4 separate regions of the Mus musculus genome follow, and all the other regions are linked to region 3. The links are chromatin contacts, called in public HiChIP or PLAC-seq and promoter capture Hi-C maps. All regions are on one chromosome and are shown on one strand. The core of a region is the stretch at or near the end of the contact, and the rest is flanking DNA. Distances in the headings are between cores, read along the strand shown. Region 1 overlaps Cmss1 (cms small ribosomal subunit 1). Region 2 overlaps Cmss1 (cms small ribosomal subunit 1). Region 3 holds the start of Tbc1d23 (TBC1 domain family, member 23). Region 4 overlaps Cmss1 (cms small ribosomal subunit 1).

What was found. Promoter capture Hi-C pulls out the DNA fragments that hold promoters and counts their contacts. HiChIP or PLAC-seq counts read pairs in DNA pulled down with a chosen protein or histone mark.
Region 1: a contact with region 3 is called in an H3K4me3 HiChIP or PLAC-seq map of bone marrow-derived macrophages, with 3 times the contacts expected there. The contact joins the enhancer-like site here to the promoter of Tbc1d23 in region 3. A contact is called at or near these places in 5 of 39 promoter capture datasets (3T3-L1-derived adipocytes, the C10 cell line, the HPC-7 cell line and 3 more), 3 of 15 datasets of contacts at CTCF or cohesin (the NIH/3T3 cell line, large pre-B cells and pro-B cells), 11 of 484 Hi-C or Micro-C datasets (the C2C12 cell line, CD4 T cells, the MNK3 cell line and 7 more), 20 of 115 datasets of contacts at active chromatin or transcription factors (the NIH/3T3 cell line, the SCID.adh cell line, bone marrow-derived macrophages and 13 more) and 2 of 9 other capture datasets (adipose tissue and liver).
Region 2: a contact with region 3 is called in a promoter capture Hi-C map of pre-B cells, with 5 times the contacts expected there. The contact joins the enhancer-like site here to the promoter of Tbc1d23 in region 3. A contact is called at or near these places in 13 of 39 promoter capture datasets (the 3T3-L1 cell line, 3T3-L1-derived adipocytes, the C10 cell line and 8 more), 4 of 15 datasets of contacts at CTCF or cohesin (CD8 T cells, the NIH/3T3 cell line, large pre-B cells and 1 more), 14 of 484 Hi-C or Micro-C datasets (B cells, CD4 T cells, CD8 T cells and 10 more), 12 of 115 datasets of contacts at active chromatin or transcription factors (the SCID.adh cell line, effector CD8 T cells, embryonic stem cells and 8 more) and 3 of 9 other capture datasets (adipose tissue, embryonic stem cells and liver).
Region 4: a contact with region 3 is called in a promoter capture Hi-C map of the HPC-7 cell line. The contact joins the enhancer-like site here to the promoter of Tbc1d23 in region 3. A contact is called at or near these places in 5 of 39 promoter capture datasets (the C10 cell line, the HPC-7 cell line, embryonic stem cells and 1 more), 2 of 15 datasets of contacts at CTCF or cohesin (the NIH/3T3 cell line and pro-B cells), 29 of 484 Hi-C or Micro-C datasets (the AML12 cell line, CD8 T cells, ECoMG myeloid progenitors and 17 more), 12 of 115 datasets of contacts at active chromatin or transcription factors (the SCID.adh cell line, bone marrow-derived macrophages, embryonic fibroblasts and 6 more) and 5 of 9 other capture datasets (adipose tissue, embryonic stem cells, liver and 2 more).

The regions. Positions count from the first base shown.
Region 1 is chr16:57,433,032-57,436,237 of GRCm38.p6, reverse strand. All of the region lies in intron 1 of Cmss1 (cms small ribosomal subunit 1), which reads left to right. The region is part of intron 1 of Filip1l (filamin A interacting protein 1-like); the gene reads right to left. Among named protein-coding and RNA genes, the nearest start is that of Filip1l, 81 kb to the right of the region's middle. Within about 2 kb of position 1,382, at least 91 of the 459 cell types and tissues checked have an H3K27ac peak or open chromatin away from gene starts, as enhancers often do. A contact at or near this core is called in the C2C12 cell line, the HPC-7 cell line, the MNK3 cell line and 8 more, where this site is marked.
Region 2 is chr16:57,469,863-57,472,980 of GRCm38.p6, reverse strand. All of the region lies in intron 1 of Cmss1 (cms small ribosomal subunit 1), which reads left to right. All of the region lies in intron 1 of Filip1l (filamin A interacting protein 1-like), which reads right to left. Among named protein-coding and RNA genes, the nearest start is that of Filip1l, 120 kb to the right of the region's middle. Within about 2 kb of position 1,655, at least 91 of the 459 cell types and tissues checked have an H3K27ac peak or open chromatin away from gene starts, as enhancers often do. A contact at or near this core is called in B cells, CD8 T cells, the SCID.adh cell line and 9 more, where this site is marked.
Region 3 is chr16:57,229,956-57,233,368 of GRCm38.p6, reverse strand. It overlaps Tbc1d23 (TBC1 domain family, member 23), which reads left to right and starts at 1,903. Exons shown (of 19, transcript NM_001358433.1): 1 at 1,903-2,055. The coding sequence starts at 2,003.
Region 4 is chr16:57,377,604-57,380,681 of GRCm38.p6, reverse strand. All of the region lies in intron 1 of Cmss1 (cms small ribosomal subunit 1), which reads left to right. The region is part of intron 1 of Filip1l (filamin A interacting protein 1-like); the gene reads right to left. Among named protein-coding and RNA genes, the nearest start is that of Filip1l, 26 kb to the right of the region's middle. Within about 2 kb of position 1,826, at least 17 of the 459 cell types and tissues checked have an H3K27ac peak or open chromatin away from gene starts, as enhancers often do. A contact at or near this core is called in CD8 T cells, the HPC-7 cell line, Th17 cells and 2 more, where this site is marked.

The DNA.
Region 1 (3,206 bases), core at 133-2,632, 200 kb before region 3:
TATTTATTTACATTTTAAATATTATCCTCTTTTCTGGTTTCCCCTTCGGAATCCCCTCCCCCTGCCTCTATGAGGGTGCTCCCCTACCCACCCACTCCTACCTCACCACCCTGGCATTCCCCTACACTGGGGTATCAAGCCTTCAGAGGACCAAGGGCCTCTCTTCCCCTTAATGCCAGATAAAGCCATCCTCTACTATATTTTCTAGCTTGTTTTCTTTAGCAATTCAGGCCCACATGCCACGAGGTGACACTGTCCATGGTGGTCTGGGCCTTCTCACATCAATGATTAATAAACAAAATTTTAAAAAATTAAATATCCTACAGAACAGTCCTATGGAGGTCGTCCTCAACTGAGGGACCTCTTCCCAGGTGTCTCTAACTTGTGTTAAGTTGACCAAAACTAACCAGCACAGATATGCATGTAAACGAAGGGGTGTACTGCCTACAATCTGTGGTAGGGGCAGGGGAGACATCTTGGAACCTCTGCCCCATAGATAACAGGGAGCTATCATACAAAATAATATACTTCTCTTTAAATCATTTCTGACATTTTGTCTTAGACAGTTAACCGGGGCCATGAGATTTTATCACTCACGTGTGCGAATGACCACACATAAAGAGAGCAGCCATGTGGAGGAATTGCCCTGAGACTCACAGAGGGCTTATTTTTCTTGCCTGTCTACAGACCCCCATGGCCCGAGGCTACTTCTCTGGCTATAAACCCAGTTTCTAACAGGCACAGGCCTCTGATGCAGGGGGATGATGACTTTTCTATTTATTTAATCACTTTGAGAAATCACCAAATGCTAACTTTCCTGAGATCATTGTGGGCAACTTAATTCTTTGTTAAAATATCATGCCTTTTATCCTCTCTTCTTCCCAGTTCTTTCCTCCTGTTCTTTTTCTATAGGTGAAATTGTCTTTGTTTAGTCAGATATATGGCCACAATGACATTAAATGTTTTTCATAATGAATATTCACAGGAGAGTTAGGGGCAGGACCTAAACTCCAGCTGTGTGCAGTTGCCAAACAGGTACAAAGAGCTATTTATCACCTAGAAGGCCAGGATACAACAAGGAACAAGAACCTGTGCCCTGCCCAAAAGCGCCACTGGTTTCTTAGCTCCTGCTTATTTTTGTCCTGTGAAGAAATGCATCTATGTGGTTGGCAAAATTTTACACTCCTTTGAGAGAAATTTGAAGTCTGTATTATTTCATTAAACCTGATTTCTCAGGTGGGCAACTTCTTCCATCCACGTGCTTTAAGCCAGAAACCTTGAAGTTGTCCTCTACTCCTTGTTTCCTTTCAAACCCACATCTAGTCCACCAGGAAATCCTGTTGGTTCTGCCCTCAGACTCTACTCAATGTGATCACTTCCTGTGGGTCTTTACTGTGCTGCTGGAGTCAAACTGCCACTCCCTGCCCAGGACTGCTGCAGTAACTGTCTCCCTCCGTGCATTCAGGGTTACTTCCCCAGAGTCAGGAACTCTTGAAGCTGAATCAGGTCATTTTGCCCTGTGCTCACAACTCTCCAGGGTCTCCCAATCTCAAGTAGCCTGAAAGCCGAAGGCCTCCTGGTGAACCATGAAGCACTCTGGCCTCAACCCTGCAGCTAAGTGGCCTCCTGCCTCTTTCTCTGATCCACCAGTTGGTTCCCACCTCAGGACCTCTGACATTGCACTTCCTTCTTCCCCAGGTATCATCATGACCCCTTGACCCCTTGACCCCTTCACCCTTCACTCAGAAGGCATCTTTTCAGAGATGACTACACTTCAGTGGACAGTCTAGGCTTCTACTAGACATGTCTGTTCACATGACTATCCCCTTCTCTCTTGTTGCCTCTCTCCTCAGCACATTATGATCCAGTATAGTACATATTTTCTTCTTTATTTTCTGTCTTCCACATCACGGTGTAAATTATGCAAGAGTAAGGACTTCAGCTAGTCCATGTTGGTTCAGTGCTGTATTCTTAGTATCTAAAGCTATGCCTCATTTCTGCGTCCTTAGGTGACTAAATGAACTTAGAAGCGGCTTCTTTCATGGTTGGCCAAACCAAAACCCTCCAGTGGACTAAACTCTGCGTGTTCCCCTTTGCTCTGAGATCTAAAAAGGAAAGCAGTTGTTTCTCTAGTGGCATCTTGTAGCTTTCGGACAGACTTCAGCCTCGTTTACTCCTGCCCTGTTCCAGAAGGCACAGAAGAGCTCTTCCTTCCCCATAGCTCACATTCAGTCTTGCTCCCCCTCTGCTAGACTCCAGTGTATACCTGTCATTCAGTCTACCAAGATTGCTTTCCCAAGTTACTCATGTCTGGAATATGGAGAATGAGCTAATGACTCAGTGAGTGAAAATCCGTGCAGCCTAGCATAAGGATCTGATTCCAGTCCCTTAGCCCATGAGGTGGGGTGAGAGAGCCATTCCCTTATGTTGTCCACTGACCTCCACAAGTACCCGTGCCATGCAAACCCACACACGTATATACACAAGCAGTATAAATGATTGTTAAGACGAGATTTTTTTGTTTGAAAAGGTGATATGGAAAATGAATGTGAATGAACGTCTAAATCTCCAAAGGTGGGAAATAAATGAAGAACTTGACCTGCTTTCTACAACACAAAGTTAGTTGGGTAGAAGAAAGAACACTGCAAGGTCAAGATACTCAGGTGGAAGAATCTTGATGAGTTGGAGACAAAGAGAATCTAGAGGGAGGAGGGAGCACTTAGGAAAGACACGGAAGGCAGGGCAGGATGGAGCCCTACAAGGCTTGCGAAGGAAACTGCTAAGAGTTTTAAAGTCTCTGAATGAAATCTTACTTTGCACACCACCAGGCCACATTGTCTGATACAAACGACCTTTGCAGCCAGGTACACTGAGACGCTGAAGTGACATCATCCTGGAATTCCTTAACCCATTCATGCACTTCCCCTTTATCTGGTATTTCCTTAGACCATTCACTCTGAGCACATGGCAGCTTTCAGTTAGGTTCCAGGTGAAAGGGAACAGATAATTGGGCTTTCTGTTAATATTTGTTTTCTATTGATAGTTATAACTTTTATCTTTGTAGATAGTCTGGGATTTAACTCGCGTTGAGATCAGATCTTAGCAAACATTGTACTTTACTACTGACGTCAGAAGTTTCTTTAAGAGCATCTTTCATTTATTCTTGGATAATTTCATAAATGTATTTGGTGTGCCATGATCTATCC
Region 2 (3,118 bases), core at 406-2,905, 240 kb before region 3:
TTCATCCTGAATGAAGAGCTAGGTTTACACTTACATTCCTGTTTAAGGCATACTGCTCCAGTTTGGGTAGCAGTAATAGAGACAGAGATTAGAATAGAGACGTCTTGCCTCCTGTTCTTTTCTCATGGGCCCAGTCTTGGAGTGGGACTAGAAAGACAGGTCTAAATGGATTGTCTGCACTGGTAATGTATGGCTGGCAAGGTTTTAAAGTCGGGCACGGTTTCCACCGAGTGCTTCCTTAGTCTACAGTTCTTCACAGACAACCAAGTGGATTGTTGTGATAAGAAGGAAATCGGAGGCTACGTATCTGTTCTCCTCCCAGGACAAGAGCAGCAGATTTCTCTCCGAATTGTTTTCAGAGGCAGACTGGATAAGTGAACTTTATTTTAATAGTCCTCAGTTTGAAAGTTGAACTCACTCCTGATTGCTTGTGAGTATTGGACAATATGAGTATTTCCATTGGATAACATAGAAGGGGCAGTTTATCACAGAAGGCCTGGTCACTTTTATCCTGGCTGAGTCGGTGCCAGTACACACAGATTCTGCTGTCACACCTTGGCTGATTCATTGTGGTGTGAAGCTGCAGTTTTTAGGGCCCGTGGGAGGATGTTCCTTTGAAACTTTCCTGAAGCCTGCTTTCACCTTGTTGACTTTGAAGCTCTCATTACAAACAGGTTGGAGAGAAAGTTACAATTGGGATATAATTCAAATACATTCAGTTTAATTTCAACTGAAAATGGTGCTTTAGCTGCTCTGAAATGAGCTAATCTGTATGGGTGAAGTGAACGGCAAGGAGACGGACAGTGAGCATGTAGGCACTCTCTTTCCCACCCCTTGGCATGAACCCTGGTGCTGGTTACACCCAGATCGATTCATCTCTACCACTTCTTAACTCTGAAAACAAGGGTGCATTGTTTGGTGTTTTGCAATGGTAGAACCAGGGAATAATTACCATACTAACCGGCTTGCTCAGACAAGTCCAAGGAGATAAGAAAAGCAATAAATAATTGCAATCAATAATACTGTGCCTACTGATGTTCCAGCCATTGTGCCCAAACCTTAGCTGATCTAGGAGAAGCTAAGCGAGAGCCTTATTGAGAGCCTTATTCACAGCCTTCTATGTTCTGTGCTTCTCCGCCCCCTGTGAAGGGCATTTCTGTCTCCAACAAATCCATGAGCAACTCTTGGTTGGGGGAAATATTCTAGATATTGGAAATGCAGCGGAGACCAAAAGAGAAAGTCCCAAGTACCATGCATTCTAGTATAGGAGTTTAACTAAAAGCCAATTTATGTGATACTTCATGTGATAATAAATGCTACGGGGGAAAAATGGAAGTAACAAGATAAAATGACTACAGTATTGAGATACTTGGAGAAAGAAATATTTCTGTTTTAGAAAAAATGGCTAGCAAGAAGCTGATGTAGTAGAATCTGAAATGAATACATATATATGTATTACTATATGTCAGTTACACACACACACATTATATATTCATTCCCAGAACATACCAAAAATATATTCTCACTCATATGTTGTGAGCTTCAGAAAGCCAAAATGGACTAATGCTGTCTATTTACTCTCTTTGGGGAGCAGACAAATGGCAGTACAGTACCTGACTTCATATGTCTAACAGCTCTCTAAGTGTGTGCTGATGCAAATCTACTTAAAGAGAGCAACAGGAAACTGTGGTCTAGGTAGCTTGTTCCTGCTTGTCTATAAATACACATAAAAAGAAACTGCATTTTACAATTGGATGACATTTGATATTCAATGAACCTCCTTTTAAAAACAACTTTAAGATCTTTTGGGATGTATAAACTTTGGGTCTGTCTAGTTTCAGTGTGTGATGCTTCTAATATTTGTAAGGCTTTCATTCAAAATTATTAAACTATGTCTATAACAAACAGACCCTGTAAACTTAGACGCAGTAACCCTGTGAGACAACTGTGCGAGACTGCAAGCAGGACTTATGCTCTACCCAACTTCCAAAAATCACCGTTCAAGTCAGTGGTTTTTCTGTAAGAACCTTGAAGATTGTACATTATCGTCTTCTACTTTACATCATTTGTATGAAAATGTTTGCCATAGTTTTTTATTCTGTTTAACTCTGGATAATGCCACTGCTCCCTTTTTCTTGGCCACTTCTTCATCAGTTTTATTTCAGCAGTTTGAATATGATGTGCGTTTGTTGTTACCAATTCCACTCGCAGTACACTAGCTCTACACTTTAGGAAACGTTTGACGGTGATTCGTCTTTCTTCTGTCCTGTTTGCACTCCTCTTCAGCAGTTCTTTTCCTGTTCCCCAGTCTTCTCTCCCTGTGGCTCACGAGCCCATGATGAAGTCCACGGAGAAGAGTTTAGTAAGTTGGCTTGAACTGCTCTGTGATGGCCGCTGTCGTGAGTCCAGTTCTCTTACTCTCTCCTCTCAGTGTCTCTGACCAAGTCCTTAAATACAGCACAGTGGTCTTACCTGCTAGTAGTTCCTTCTCAGTCTAGCTCACGGTTGCAGGAGCCCACAGGGAAGGTGTTAGGTTTGCCTCGCTGTGTAGGAAAGTCCCTAAGCTGCAATGTTTTTACAGTATTTTTATTTTGATGTTTATAGATTAGGGTGGTGTTCGTAAATAATTTTTTAGAGTGAAAATTTTAAGTAAGTGTCTTTATTGTTTTTTAAAGTAAAGCAGAATTTCCAAATGTTCTTGTCACTGAATCACATATCAAATCCAAGATAACTAGAATTTGAAAAGACTTTAAAATTCAGCTTTTTAAATTTTTTGCTCTCATGCTTTTATTCAGATTAACCAAGAGTGGGTAATTTATAAAGAAAAGAGGTTTATTTTGGCTAAATATTCTGGAAGCCAAAGAACATGGTGCCAAAATTGGCCTCTGGTGATGGCTTCATGCTGTCTCTTATCTTGGTGCAGACTACGAAAAGGAAGTAATTATAAGAAGAATCCCAAGACAACCAAAAGAATGTGCAGGGTTCACTTTAGAACAAGCCAATCTCACTATAACCCAGGCTGAAAGAAGCTACTTCAATCCTTTCAAGTGGGTGGGTCACTCATGATCCAAGTGCCTCTTAAGAGACCCCAACCCAGTGCTGCTACCCGGAGAATCAC
Region 3 (3,413 bases), core at 654-3,153:
AGCCACCATGCGGTTGCTGGGATTTGAACTCAGGACCTTTGGAAGGGTAGTCAGTGCTCTTAACCACTGAGCCATCTCTCCAGCCGCCACACCTTTTATTTTTTAAAACGGTCATCTATAGCCACATTCTATGTAAAAATGAATTTTCACAATGAAGAACTGAACCTTACACATCTGCTCCAGGCTTGGAATTGAATGTTCAGCTTTTTATTGTCTCTTTTTGGAAGGAGAGCCATCATGTTTTGGTTTATCACTGGGACAGCTGTGCTACATTATTTAAATAGTTTTTAAAATTCTGGAGCATTTTAGGTACCAAAGTATATTTCAGAAAAAAAAATGATGGATACCCTTGAAGGTACCTCTCAGCTCCTAAAAATGAAATATTAAACATTAGAACCAATATAGTGGCAAACACCTCTCGTACTGCTTCTTTGAGCGGCGGAGGCAGGAAGAACACTTGCGCTTAGGAGCTCACAGACACCAGCCCCGGAGTCAAGCCAAACCTGGTCTTGCCGGGTCTCCAAAGCAAATTCTGAGCTCCTCAAGGTTACTAGTGAGACTGTCTCAAAAGACAAAACAAAACATAACCAGCCAACCAATCGAACAGAAACTTACTTTACTTAATTAAAGCTATTTCTGGTCATTCCTGCCCCATCTAAAACTTAATTGTTTTCAGTTTTTCTACACATTACCCCTGCATTTCTCAGTGTGCATGCATCTATTGCTAATATATTGATATCAAACATAAACGATGCCTTTTGTTTGTAATCTGTTTGGTTCATCTAACAATGGCATTTTCAGATTTATCCATAAATTTCATGTAGTTAACTGCATCGTTGTTCCTGGGCTTAAAAATATTTGTTCAGCTCCTCCCTGAATCTGTACTAGGCAAAGATAGCCCAGGGGCTAGTGTTTTGGTAATACTGGTACTGTGGATGAAACCTGGGTGCGGAACAAGGAGGCCCATTTAGAGGGACAAATGGGACTTTGGCTAGGAAGGGAAGGATCTCGGCAGCTTTCTTTTTTTTTTTTTTTTTTTTAAGATTTATTTATTTATTATATGTAAGTACACTGTAGCTGTCTTCAGACACTCCAGAAGAAGGAGTCAGATCTTGTTACGGATGGTTGTGAGCCACCATGTGGTTGCTGGGATTTGAACTCTGGACCTTCGGAAGAGCAGTCGGGTGCTCTAACCCACTGAGCCATCTCACCAGCCCCCCTCGGCAGCTTTCTTAAACTGATTTTTTAAACTGGAATTTCAGTTTCAGAACTACAGTTGATTCTCCTGGCTGTTAGAAGACATATTTAAGATAGAAGACTAGAGTATAATTTTCTTAACTGGATAGCTTGACAGAGTCCTTCGTGTATTTTTATTTTTCTTGTAGCTCTGGTGATTGAATCATTGAGGATGCTGGGCAAGTGCTGTATGGTTTACTAAGTCCCTGGCCTTTTTATTTTTTTGAATGGTCTTTACAAATGATGTGGTATGTCCTTTCCTTTTTTTCTATTCAGCCTACCTTCTCTGTGTGAATTCATACTTGCCCTCCTCTCTCCACTAGCTGGGATTCTCAATTCTGGCTCACACCGGACAGCCAGAGACCCAAACATTAAGACGCCAAGCCAGGATGCTTCACTTTCAGAGTCTCCTCTGAGCCACGCCTGCCCGCAGCGTGGCGCCCCGCCCCATCCCGGAGAACCCCTCCCACTCCCCAGGGTCGGCCCCGCCCACAAGCCTTGTGCCCCGCCCACTCCGTTCGCGGGCCCTTGGCATCCTGGGATTTGTGGTCTTCCATAATCTTCTCCCTCTCGCAAAGCTCCGGGCTCCGCCTTTCGCCCTAGAGACGTGGTGACGTTGCATCCTTCCAATTCCTCGCCTCCTCCCTCTTTCGCTCTGGTGAGTCTCAAGTCTCAGACTTCATAACTCCTTTTACGACACTGAATCTCTGAGACAGTCTCGGTGCCAGGTCCACTTTTCGGCAAAGTGACGTGGACGTCAACAGCAATGGCGGAAGGAGAAGAGCTTCTGCCACTGTCAACGTCGGGCGGGGACAGCTGGTGAGTGCGAGCCCAGGTTTAATTCCCACTGGCCCCTTCTCTTCCTGTTCGCCATCCTGCCTGTCCCCGAGGTGCTGGCTGGCGGGGCGTGGAGCAAAAGGCACCTGTCCTCCTCTGAGCCCCTGCCCCGCCCCCTCTGCTTCAGGGTCCCCTCTGCCCGCGGGCTTCTGCGGCTGGGGCAGAATCCCGGGGACTCAGGGGCCATCCTGGATCTGCGCCTAAGTCAGGTCCTCCCGCTTGGCCCAGCGAAGAGAGTGGCTTCCCCACTGAGTTCGCCGAGTCCCTAGCCAGGGAGTTGGAATGGGCGCACTAAGGAGGAAGTTCTTGGATGGAGATCTCAGACCATTTGAAATGAGATCTTTTGAAATAACCACCGCGACCTTTGACAGTGCAGAGGTCGTGAGATACACCCAGCAAGATTCCTTCTACGTAGTTCAGGGTTGTCTTTAAAAAAAAAAATTATTATTATTAATTTTGTTTATCTCCCAACAGTTTCTAACATTTGTTATTATTATTTTTTTTTCTTCCCCACCACTTTCCTCACAATTTAATTTCATGACTTGGAGGGCGTTTTGAATTTTGTTACTGTTTCTCCCGGGCATTTGCATGTGTCTCTGGGGCTGTGGGAAGATTTGGTTTTTAAAGGAACTCATGTAGCCCAAGGCTGGCCTCGAACTTTCTGAGTGGCTGAGGATGACTGTGGACTTCCAATGCTTTTGCTTTCTCCTCCCGAGTGCTGGCTTGTAAGCTCCATCCTGCCTGGTTTGTGTTGGGCTGGGGATTGAACCGAGGGCTTCCTGTGTGCTAGGACAAGCATTCTACCAACTGTGATACATCCCCAACCCTGCCAATACCTTTTTGGTAGGCATTATTTTTCCCACTGAGGGTCATTAATTTTTGGTGGACACTTCTACTTTTGAAGTTGTGTGTGTGTGTGTGTGCACGTGTATATCTTACAGTTGATCTAACTGTATTGACCAGGTGTAAGACTCATGGATTTTGCTGTTGTTTTTCACAGTGTTTATATATCACTGTCACGGTGTACCTACACACAATGCAAGCCTTTGGTAAATTTGTACTTTACTAATTGAGGACAATAGAAATAACAGAAAGGAATACACGATATAGCAGTTGAGTAGCTGGTCTTCTGGGGACTGACAGGTACACATGTAGCAAGCTAAAGTTAATTTTGTTCTCTGAGATTGTAAATAAGTGTTGTGGGAGTTCAGAAGAGGCAGAAACCATTTCAGCATGCATTACAAAAGCTCATGGAGGCACTGGTGTGTGAGTTAGACTCTGAAGCATCAGTAAGACTTACCTTAACATTGTTCAAAATAGTCACTATAATGTGAGCTACG
Region 4 (3,078 bases), core at 577-3,076, 150 kb before region 3:
CAGCTTCTCCATAGCCTCACAGACAGGAGCCACACATCAGGTGAAAGAGAGTCATGTAATGGAATCGTCTTGGAAGTGTTTACGTTAATTCACCATGCAGCCAGAGCCAGTTACCTACAGTTTGCATGGAAAAAGCATTACCAGTGTAGAAGAGCTTATTGTCCTACATAGCTTGATTACAAAGTAATGAAAACATACTTAGCCGAGATGGCTGATATTCCGGGCATCCTACCTCCTTCTGATGGTTTGTATATCCTTGGACCTGGGAGTGGCACCATCTGGAGGTGTGGCTTTGTTGGAATAGGTGTGACCTGGTTGGGATGGGTGTGTCACTGTGGGTGTGGGCATAAGATCCTCACCCTATTTGCCTGGAAGTCAGTCTTCCACTAGCAGCCTTTGGATGAAGACATAGAACTCTCAGCTCCTCCTGTGCCATGCCTGCCTGGATACTGCCATGCTCCCACCTTGATGATAATGGACTGAACCTCTGAACCTGTAAGCCAGCCCCAATTAAATGTTGTTTTTTCATAAGACTTGCCTTGGTCATGGTGTTTGTTCACAGCAGTAAAACCCTAACTAATACACTCCTCCTGAAGGAATTCATTCCCTACTGTCTTCTCAAAGGAAAATGGTTCATTATGATAGTTGTCTTGTAATTCATGTTACCCGTTTAGGAAATATGCTTTTCATATGTACTTGTAATTTTTCCAAACTAGATGTCAACCTTCAATTTCTTTCCTCTCATCACAGGAACAAAATTGTTCTCATTCCTCATTCCTTCTTCTCTTGTCACCAGAGCTACACAGTGGTCCGCTTTCATGTGTCCTCTGAACACAGCCCTAAGACTAGGGCAAGCGTCCTCCAGTGTAGGCTTTCCAACTCTCATTAGGTAACTGAGCACCTTCCTGCCAATGTTTCTGAAATAGTCCCCACCCACCTTGGTATTCTGCCATGTTTGTCTGCCCCCTGGGGATCAGAGCTATGCATGTTGATGACCCCTTCTTAGTGGCCAAAAAGAAGTTACATATGCATCCTGTCGGCCACTAATTCTCTGGAGACTTCCACAAGAGGAAAGAAGGTGGTTATGTTGTCAGGAAGAGTAATGCAGTCCCAAGTTGGATTTTAATGGATAACTTAGCTCTGGGTTAGATTCTTTAGGGGAAAAAAAAAGTCACCATTTTTAATATAGCAGGTCACCAGTTTGGTCACTGGGAGAGTTAATCAAATAGCTGCTATAGTTCAAAAGTACATCTGCATTTGAATAAAATATGATTCTTGTTAGAGAGCTAAACTTGACATGTTTTCCCCCAGGTAATAAAATGGCTCTTAATGAAATAAACGTGTGCCTTTCCCCCAGCAAACATGCATGAAAGATACCACACAGTTACTTTTTTTTTCCAGGCAATGGTAGGGAACTCTTGACCTATGCCAGGCTGCTTCTTTTTAATCATTCTTGCATAGTTATCAACTGTTAATCAACCTACTGAGCAGAGGAACCCATGGCTTATCAGTGCCACAAATGAAAGGAGCAGAAGAAGAGTCTTGAAGCCACTTCCGCTTGTCAACAGGCTTGATTACAGTGTTTGAAGGATTAGTACTGAGACATACTTGTGACATACTCGGCTTCCCTCTTTGTATACCTGTTCTCATTCGGCCTACAGCAAGAAACAGGTCCCTGTCACACCTGTACATTAAACAGTGCCTAAACCCTACTGGAGATAGACAGTCACTACTTCTTACGGTCCATCGATATTGACCATGATGTGCTGACGCCCAGAATCCCATGCCTGCTTCTGTGGGTCATTCAGCCTTTCCGTGAGGAGCCTCTTAGCATGGTTAACAAACATCTCTGAACAGCTGGAAACCACAAGTGACTCATTTCCTCGCTTTTTAAAACCTTAGAGGCAGTAGAACTTTGGTATAACGACTGCAATAACCAAAATAGAGAATACTTTCATGGCCCCACAAAAGTCCTTCATATTGCCTGTTTTATTCAACTTTTCCCTTCATTTTCAAATCTTGGCAACCACCAAGCTAGTTCCCCTTCCTTTTGTGTCACCTTCCCTGGTTGTCATATGAAGAGATTCCTCATATTTGAATCTGCTTCAGCTCACTTACCAGAGTATGCCGTAGATACATCCAAATAGTTATGTTTACCAATAGTTTGTTCCTTAAAGGGACTATAGTGCTCCATCATATGCATATACTGTATTTTGCTTCTCCACTCACCAGTTGATTAACATTAGGTTGCTACCTATTTAAAGGCTTTGTGGATGTTCAAGTACAGATTTTAAGAGAACCTAACTTTCTGAGTGTTCCTCTGTGAGTGGAATTACTGCAGTTTGTTAGATGTTTAACATTTTGTGAGGACCTGTTTTCTAACCTGCACTACGCTGCATTTCTGTCAGCAGTGTGAGAAGTCCAGTTGCTCTCACCCTCCCTAACACTGAGCATTGTCTGTGGAATTTGGCTGCGGAGGAGGGGGTCTTGTTTTGTGCTGTTGTTCGGCTGAATTGTGACTTACTGCTTAAGCTTTTTAGTATTCCTAGTGCCCTAATCTCATGGAGTTAATGGGAATTGCTTTGGGTTTGTGAATCCAGTTTATTTTTTAAGAGATTGTATGGAAGGTACTTTAGCATCATTCTAAGAAATTGTTGCTTACCCTCCAAGGTCATCATGATTTTCTCCTGTGTTTTCAACTAGATGTTTTGTTTTGTTTTGTTTTTAGCTTTAGCATTGCTGTGGGCTTTTAAAGTGAAATCTGGTAGCTTGTCAATGGAAGAGGAAACGCAGAGGTTCTCAGAATGTGTGCTCCCTGGTTATCACTTAACTAAGTTAAAAGCTTGGGTTGACATGCAAAAGTAGTTTCATGACTAAAATTAAGAGAAGTTATAAATTGCCCACGTAACCTTTAGACATTATTGAATCAGGACAGCTTGATCCTTCCAAAGTTAAAAATCATGCAAGTAGTATCTTATTTCCAGAAATGCACATGATAAGAAGTGTAGTTAATACATTGGCAGACACCTGTTTAAAAGATTTATCTTACATGTGTGGATGGTTTGCCCCCACGTTCAT